Regions from separate parts of the Cyprinus carpio genome. Here region 1 is linked to region 2. A link is a contact called in public Hi-C data. All regions are on one chromosome and are shown on one strand. Each heading gives the region's core, a stretch centred on a gene start, on an enhancer-like site or on the middle of the called end of the contact. The rest is flanking DNA. Distances are from core to core; before and after follow the strand shown.

Region 1 (3,822 bases), core at 233-2,732, 38 kb before region 2:
TTCTGATACATGGGTGGGCTTCACAAAGACATTGTGGGCTGGTTAATAGTTTTGGGACATCGTATAGTCTTAAATCATAAATATTTTGACATTTTATTAATATTTTCATTCACATTTTACCTTAGAATTTAACAACAACAAAAAGAAGTCATTTTTGGATACTTTTAAAAATAAAGTTTTTTTTTTGCTGCAATAGAATATCCATTTTGGCGATGGAAAGTTAAAGGTTAAGTTAAAGGTTCTTTATGGACCCATCAATGCCATTAAAGAACCTTTATTTTGAGGAGTGTATTTTTGAAGTGTGAATTCTGGAACAGTTTCATAGTAGCTTTCCATAGAGTGTTTGCCAAAATGAGACAATGGACATGAACCTTGCAGACTGTACTCTGATATCAGTAGTGTATGTACGTGTTGGGCCATCAGTGCCAGATGTTAGTGAAACATCACTCTGTCTGAACAGATGTCCCAACATATAAAGAGTATGACACTTGGTAAGAGTCTCTGACTGGCATCAGTGTCAATGATAATATCTTTTAATTCATGACAGTGTTAAAACAACACAATGTTGAAAATAAACCTTCAATAAATGAGGCATGTTTTTTTTTAAATACCATCTCCATGGAATCTCCTCTAGAGGTGCTATAATCTGGTTCTTAAATATTTAGTTTAATTTAACTTCTCACAACCTGGCCAATATGTGTGGAGAAAGAGAGCAAACAGCTGGTTTGAATGGTCAAAAGAGTCAGCCCCACATGAGAGCAGAAGCTCTTTGTTGGACCAGAGCATATCATTAGCATATAAAATAACTTATTTACCCTGTGGAGACAGAGAGCTGAGTGAAGACAGAGGGGGAGGGAAGCCAACTGAAATCTTTAGATGAGCACATGATAGCTTTCAGTTACACCTCAAATAGTAGATGTGTCATTCACAGTCCTAATTCACAGCATGAATGACAGACAATGCTATAGAGGGCTTGATATTACAGAATTAACATGCAGTAACAACTTACTGTATATATATTTAAATTACAGTATGCAAAACAATATTTTAGTATGATTATCCAACAATAGTTTTATATATGTATTTACAGCTTTTTTCAGGAAGTGCCACTCTAAACATGTGAATGGCATTACACTAGATTACATAGATCGCATCAAATGGCATCTGAAATAAATGATTCTAGACCTTTTCTCAGGACTAACTTCATTTTTTTTTTTCACAAAATGACTTAATTTTGATTTACATATATCAATTGGTTATTCTTTTGATATAAAAGCGTGAATTGTGGAATGTTTTACTTGAAAAGTGTGCTTGTGCTTTCATACATTCACTTGGTTTGATATTTTGATATTACATTTTTACATTTCTATGTATGACCTATTTTGTCCAAATTCTTCTTGGGTCCCTTGTATTCAGGTGTGGCCTGGCAGTAGTTATTATATATGATGCAGTTGCACTAAAGGGTCAGTAGATGGCGCAGCAGAGCCCCAAACAGCCACAAAATCCACGTAATGCTGCACCCAAAAAGAAACCGGGTCAGTATGGCAGCTGGTTCAGTCAGACATTGTGATTGCTGTGTAATTTTTTTTCAGTTACGGAGCTTAGCCCGATGTTATATATATTTATATAATATAATATATATATATATATATATATATATATATATATATATATATATATATATATATATATATATATATATATATATATATATATATATTTTTTTTTTTTTTTTTTTTTTTTTTTTCCTAAATGATGACACATCATGCATCAACTAACTGTTAAAGGTTTTTGTTTGTTTCACTGATGGCCTGACCTTGAGCTCTATCATATCAGCAGCTGCAAGGACATGCATTCCACCTCCTCAGATCCTGTTCCCTATCCATCTGACACACTTTGCACATGAAGATCAATGGAGCCAAGGGCAACGTGAAAGGGGATCCAGGGCCAAGGAGGAGAGCAGATTTGTGTTTTATTTGTTCTGTGGCGCAGACCCGTTTGATGTGACCCTCTCCTGTTTCATTCATCCGGAAAATCTGCTGTGTGTGAGTGAAAACTGGGGGAGTGGGTCTCACTTGATACTCAGATGTAATGAGGAACTGCCAGTCATGTATAAGGGACAGTTCACCCAAAAATGTTTAATTCTGTCATCATTTACTCCCCCTAATGTCATTCCATACTTTCTTTCTTCTGTGGAACATGAAAGAAGATATTTTGAGAAATGTCTACATGTTGTCATTATTATTATTATTATTATTATTTTGTCATTACAAAGGTAGTCAATGACAACCAAAACTTTTGTTACCAGAATTCTTCAGAATATCTGAATATTTTATGTGTATTGCAGAAGAGAGAAAATCCTACAGGTTTGCTACAACATGAGGGGGAGTAGAATTTTCTTTTTTTTTTTTTTTTTGGGTGAACTATGCCTTTAAGAAATAGCAGTAGCGTAAAACATTGAATGAATTAAAAATAGTAAAAGATATGGAAATGTTGGTATATGAGTACTGTTTCCTGTCAGGGTCATCTTACAGTACCAATTTCTGAGGATCTTGGTGATGATGTGTAATTTTACTGATCTTAATTTCATATGCATAGACTTCAGCTTTATTAGGAATTTACTCCTGAAAGTGTAAACACTGTACTTTTATTTAGTTTGAGTGTATTTTGATCAGCCCCCAACACACCAACATTGACTCAACGAAAATGTGACTTTGGGCCAGGACGGTCTGTTTTGCAAACTGTCTTAGTTTCACATACATCTCACACTTTTTTTTAGCACAGAAGTCTCACACTTTCACAGTTCTCACATTAAGTTTCTATCGAAATAGCAAAAGATAAAACAGAGGATGCAACAGGAAAATTAGTTTGGGGTTTCCGAAAGCATTGTAGTGCATTGCTTGTTTAGACATGACAGAGATATGACTGTTATCTAGTCTTTTGTAATTAACCTCCGGGCTTTCCTGTGTGCTCCTAATTACTCTGCATAAACAATGTGGGATCAGTGCTAATCTGAAAGAGCCCATTCAGTGGCTTTCATGTGGGGCTTCTAATGGGCTCTGCATGCGGGGGAGTGTAGGCTGATCCAGAGGAGGTGGTGGGGGGAGTTCACAGGAGGGAACTGTTGACAGATCACCCACACAACTGGATTCAGAAACCAGGGTTGAAGGCATAAACTCGGCATCACATTAAACAGCCTGGTTCCTCTCGGAAGCCATAACCACCAAACCCACACCATAAACACAGGTCCTGCAAGTCTTAATGCACATATGGCGATGCAGACAAGGCTTACAGACTTTGATTAGATTATATTAGATTACAAGTACAGCCAGTTAAATGCACTTCACATCCAACTAGAAGTATAAATTGTAGCAAATAAAAGATGCAAATGCTGGACAAGTGTCATTATAGTGAAAGTGGTCAGTGCAGAAGATATGGAACAGAATGTGTAACTGAATGTCTCTGCATTTTGAAAGCTTAGGGTTAGGTTAGAAACAAAGAAACTTCATAATGTAAATGAATTAGAACTATTTCAGATTGTAATAAGCAAATTAGTGACATTGATCACGTGACTGTAAAGAAGGTCAGATGTTCTTCCATTGAAGCTCAAGATACTCTTTGGATCTCAAATCATGCAGCGCATGGTCATCAGGTTTCAGTCAATCTTGCTCGGGTTCTGCTATCATGAAAACAAAAAAAGGGGCAAATTAGTCAAATGCAAAATAGAAGCATTTTCACCAGAGGGCCCAGATGTTTGGATCTCACAATATCTAAGAAATGTGTGGTGAAACAAAATACTGTAGGCATGCCATTGTTTTCCTC
Region 2 (4,061 bases), core at 1,363-3,862:
GTTACCATATAAATACTAGGCAGCACAACTGTTTTCAACAATGTTTCTTGAGCAGCAAATCAGCATACTAGAATGATTTCTGAAGGATCATGTGATACTAAAGCCTGGAGTAATGAGGCTGAAAATTCAGCTTTGGCATAAATTATTTGAAAATATATTAAAATGGAAAACAATTATTTAAAATTATAATTATCAAATTTTTTACATTAACATTATACTGTATTTTTGATCAAATAAACGCAGCCTTGGTGAGCAGAAGAAACTTGGCAACAAATTCGACCAAGCACAAACTGTTGAATGGTAGAGGACGTTGGATTATATGAAAGTTACAGTATATATATTTAAATATGGCACATTTGAAAAAATCTTGGATTTGCATGCTGCTGCTGTCTATCAAGGCAAATCTCAGAAACATCATGGATACATGGAAAATATACAGTGCAAACAAAACCACCCCAACTGAGCCAGAGAGTAGGGAATGCTGGCAGATCTGCGTGTGAAAACCACAACTAACACATCCAATCACTGTGAGAAAAACAGCATTTTTTGAAAAATAAGAAAAATCTGGGTCAAATATGAACTGTACCATTCAAATTTGAAGGATCTGGGTCCAGCCAATGAAAGTCCTTGATCCACAACAAGGGGTGGGGCCATAGAGGCAGTGGAGAGGGGAAAGTGTGTCAGTTACACAACTTCAGCTTCACCGAGGGAAAAGAGTGAAGAGAAGGGCAGAGGAGAGGATGTCTCCTCACCACTAAAGACAGGAAACTTGAGGGCATACATCACCACAGAAAAATGGGACATCAGACAGGAAAAAGACAGGAGGGAAAAAAAAACTTGTTAACAGGGGAACTGGGATTCCAGAATTTTCCACTGGACAAATGTGGGCTAGACAGCTGCAAAAATCTCCATACACAATCAGAAATGGGAAGACATCACCCTCAATATTTAGAGTAGAGGTCCATCAAGGTTTATTTATTTATTTATTTTTTAAATGGTAGAATTTGGGGACAGTAATATTATATGGAACTGTAACATAAACATGAAGTCCAGCCATTTTAATAAGTATGCATGTGATTGGGAATTTTGCGAATGGAAAATGTCACAATGGTTTTTTTTTTGCCTTTATTATGATAGGATAGTCTGGAGCTCACAGGAAGTGAAGAGGAAGAGAGAGGGGAGGACAGGATTGGGAAAGGTCCTCGAACTCGGGATGCCTGTAGCACATCAGCTCTGTACGTCAGCGTGCTTCCCACACATGCTTTTATCGGCATCTACTTTCACAATGGGTTTAAGTCCATCACACAAACTTGCTACCTTTTCAAAAAGTACTACTATATTCCACTAAGGTACTAATATGTACACTTTAGGCATAATATGTACCTTTAAGGGTAAGCAAGGTATAAAGGTGTACCTTTGAAAAGGTACTGCCCCAGTCACAGCTATGGGTGCACGATAAATATGGGCCGATATATAATGCGCATCTCGTCAGTAAAGCCGGTTCTCTAATCAGCGGTAAATTCCATCAGGTGTGTGATTTCAAACAGAGCAGCTGTTACTACACAGAGCCGTTGTTAACTGACAAGCTGCGCAAATCCACGACTGCCTTTACTGACGAGATGCGCATTAATTATCGGCCGATATTTATCATGCACCCCTAGTGAAAGCTTTTGTACCTTTTTTTCTGAGAGTGAACCAACAAAAAGCTGCTTGGTTTGAAAGTGACTTCTGTCTCAGCTGTGTTTGGTACACAACCGACAAATTTGGCCATAAATTGTCCCTGTAATTTTGCTAATGTTAGCGCACCTTAACAATAATAGTATAACTCTCAATGATGAAAGTGATGTGAAACTGTCTACTAAGAACAACAACAATGACTTTTGCTTAAGGGGAAAACAGAAGTGTCTATTTTTACAGAACTGTAATGTACAGCCAAATTAAGTTCTGGAGAAAATGCAAAACAAAGAAAGAGATATTTAAGATTATTCACCATTTTTTAGATGACAAATTTTGGACACTGATCATGCATAAAACTTTGCACATTTATAAATAATTTTACCTAGTGATCAAGGACATTAATGTTTTTGTGAATGGTGTTTTATTGACATACAAAGGTGACGGTTCATAGACCAACCCTTTGAAACCTACATCCTTTCAGTTACCAGCTCAGATGTTTAACCACTAAGCCACAGCACTGTACGCATTTTACTAGAACTGACCATTTATCAGGTGGTTGCCATTTTATACAGATTATCTACCCAAGAAATTTGTCCCCCTGAAGCACGGCTTTGGAAAAGTCCTCATAATGCCGGCCAAGTCAAGCACTGCTGTGCACGAGAGCCCACTTCCCCATCTCGATAGGAATGCCATGCTGAGAGCCAGAAAGAGGAAATGAAAATGGGTCACATTATGAAATCAAACCACACAACCGTTTTCAATTTCCCCCCGTCCAGTCTTGTGACTCCACCAGGAGGAAGACGGATAGGAGGAGAAAATGGAGGTCCTGCCTGATGGCACACTTAATCAATCGGCTGTGCCGAGAGGAAGGCCAAAGACGTGGCCGTTTGAGCAGCTCCCTGCGCCCCCCTCTCCCGCCCTGCTGTGAGCTGCTGCAGAAGTGTGAGGCGGGGTTTAGCAGTGCAATCAGCAGCAGATGTGTGGCGGAATAAAACTTCGCTGCCATCATAGAACAAGAGCGCCACCCAATGGACAACAGGTATATGACCGAAAACACAAAAGCACTGTTAAATTCCTGATGGCAGGATATTAAAAGGGAAACGCCTACCATCATCTACCCTTTCACATCAGTAAGACTTGCTCAGACAATAATCAACAAAGATATATTGAGCATAACTGCCAATAGACCACTGAATGTTTAATAATAAATTAACTAATGTATCATTACATCTCTGGTATGCACTAATTTTCAATAATTCAATGTTGCATTATTCCACTTACATACAAAAAAATTACAAATACAAAGTTTGACCACACAAAACCAGGGAGCCAGAGACTACTATCTTGAAATGCTAGAAATACAGACACAAAAGCAACTGTTTCCATCAGTAATAAGAAAATACAGAATATTGTTGGGAAAAAAATTGTGTTTATATTTAAATTTATCAACACTCAGTTTCTGTTAATAAAATCTGAAAACAAGCAGCATTCTCACAATTACAGCCGAAATATTTTAGCCATTATGGGGGCCTTTGAATATTGTGTTGGACAGTGAGTGGCCTTCAGGTCAACCTTAACCACTAAACAAAAAAGACATACTAAATACTCAACTGTTTGCTAATATCTTTCTCCTGACACTATAAGATTCAGAGTGACGTGGGAAATGGTCTGCTTCAAAATGACAGGAACTCAAAACATACTTTACATTAAATTACAGTGTATGTATGTATACGAACACCATCAGCTTTCATAATGTTCACAGCCCTACAACATGCGCTTATTACTTTAAAAGTGATTGAGGGACAAACAGAGATAGAGAGAGAGAAACGGAGGTTGACAGATGAATGGAAAGATAGCCCTGACAAACTGCAGGCGGCTCTAGCATTCCTCTCAGGCCTGTTGAGAAAGTAGCTGTGAGTCCAGAGTCCTTGACATGTTCCGCCTGCCAGCTGAAATCCACTAACACACAGACGGACTGACAGCTCTCTGTGTCCTGGCACGGCCTGATACATTCCTCACAGCCCAACACTGATAAGACTCAAGACAAAACAGTGTTGGAGAAGCTACCATGCAAACACTACCTAATAACAAAAAGTAGGTGACAATATTAAACCTACCTAAGGGGACGCCCCTGTCTCAAATATACACTTTTGACCAATATTTTTTAATGACTTCTAATAATCATCAACAAAGTTGGTATTTTTTTTTTTTATGTTCAGCATCATTACTCCAGTCTTCAGTGTCACATGACCCTTCAGAAATCATTCTAATATGATGATTTGCTGCTCAAAAAACATTTATTATTATTATTAATACTGAAAACTACTTAATATTTTTGTGGAAACCATGATAAAAAAATTTGACATTCTTTGATCAAAAAGTAA

Evidence for each region. A called contact is a pair of places that touch in the nucleus more often than the background predicts.
Region 1: a Hi-C map of red blood cells shows a contact between it and region 2, with 1.8 times the contacts expected there. The contact joins two enhancer-like sites. A contact is called at or near these places in 5 of 8 Hi-C or Micro-C datasets (liver, red blood cells and skeletal muscle).

The regions. Positions count from the first base shown.
Region 1 is chrB3:20,000,896-20,004,717 of ASM1834038v1, reverse strand. LOC109092411 (a long non-coding RNA gene) reads left to right here. Exons shown (of 4, transcript XR_006154201.1): 3 at 1,417-1,535; 4 at 1,837-3,679. Among protein-coding and RNA genes, the nearest start is that of LOC109092409, 11 kb to the right of the region's middle. Within about 2 kb of position 1,482, at least 4 of the 8 cell types and tissues checked have an H3K27ac peak or open chromatin away from gene starts, as enhancers often do.
Region 2 is chrB3:19,963,987-19,968,047 of ASM1834038v1, reverse strand. The region is part of intron 13 of rnf216 (E3 ubiquitin-protein ligase RNF216); the gene reads right to left. Among protein-coding and RNA genes, the nearest start is that of rnf216, 14 kb to the right of the region's middle. Within about 2 kb of position 2,612, at least 6 of the 8 cell types and tissues checked have an H3K27ac peak or open chromatin away from gene starts, as enhancers often do.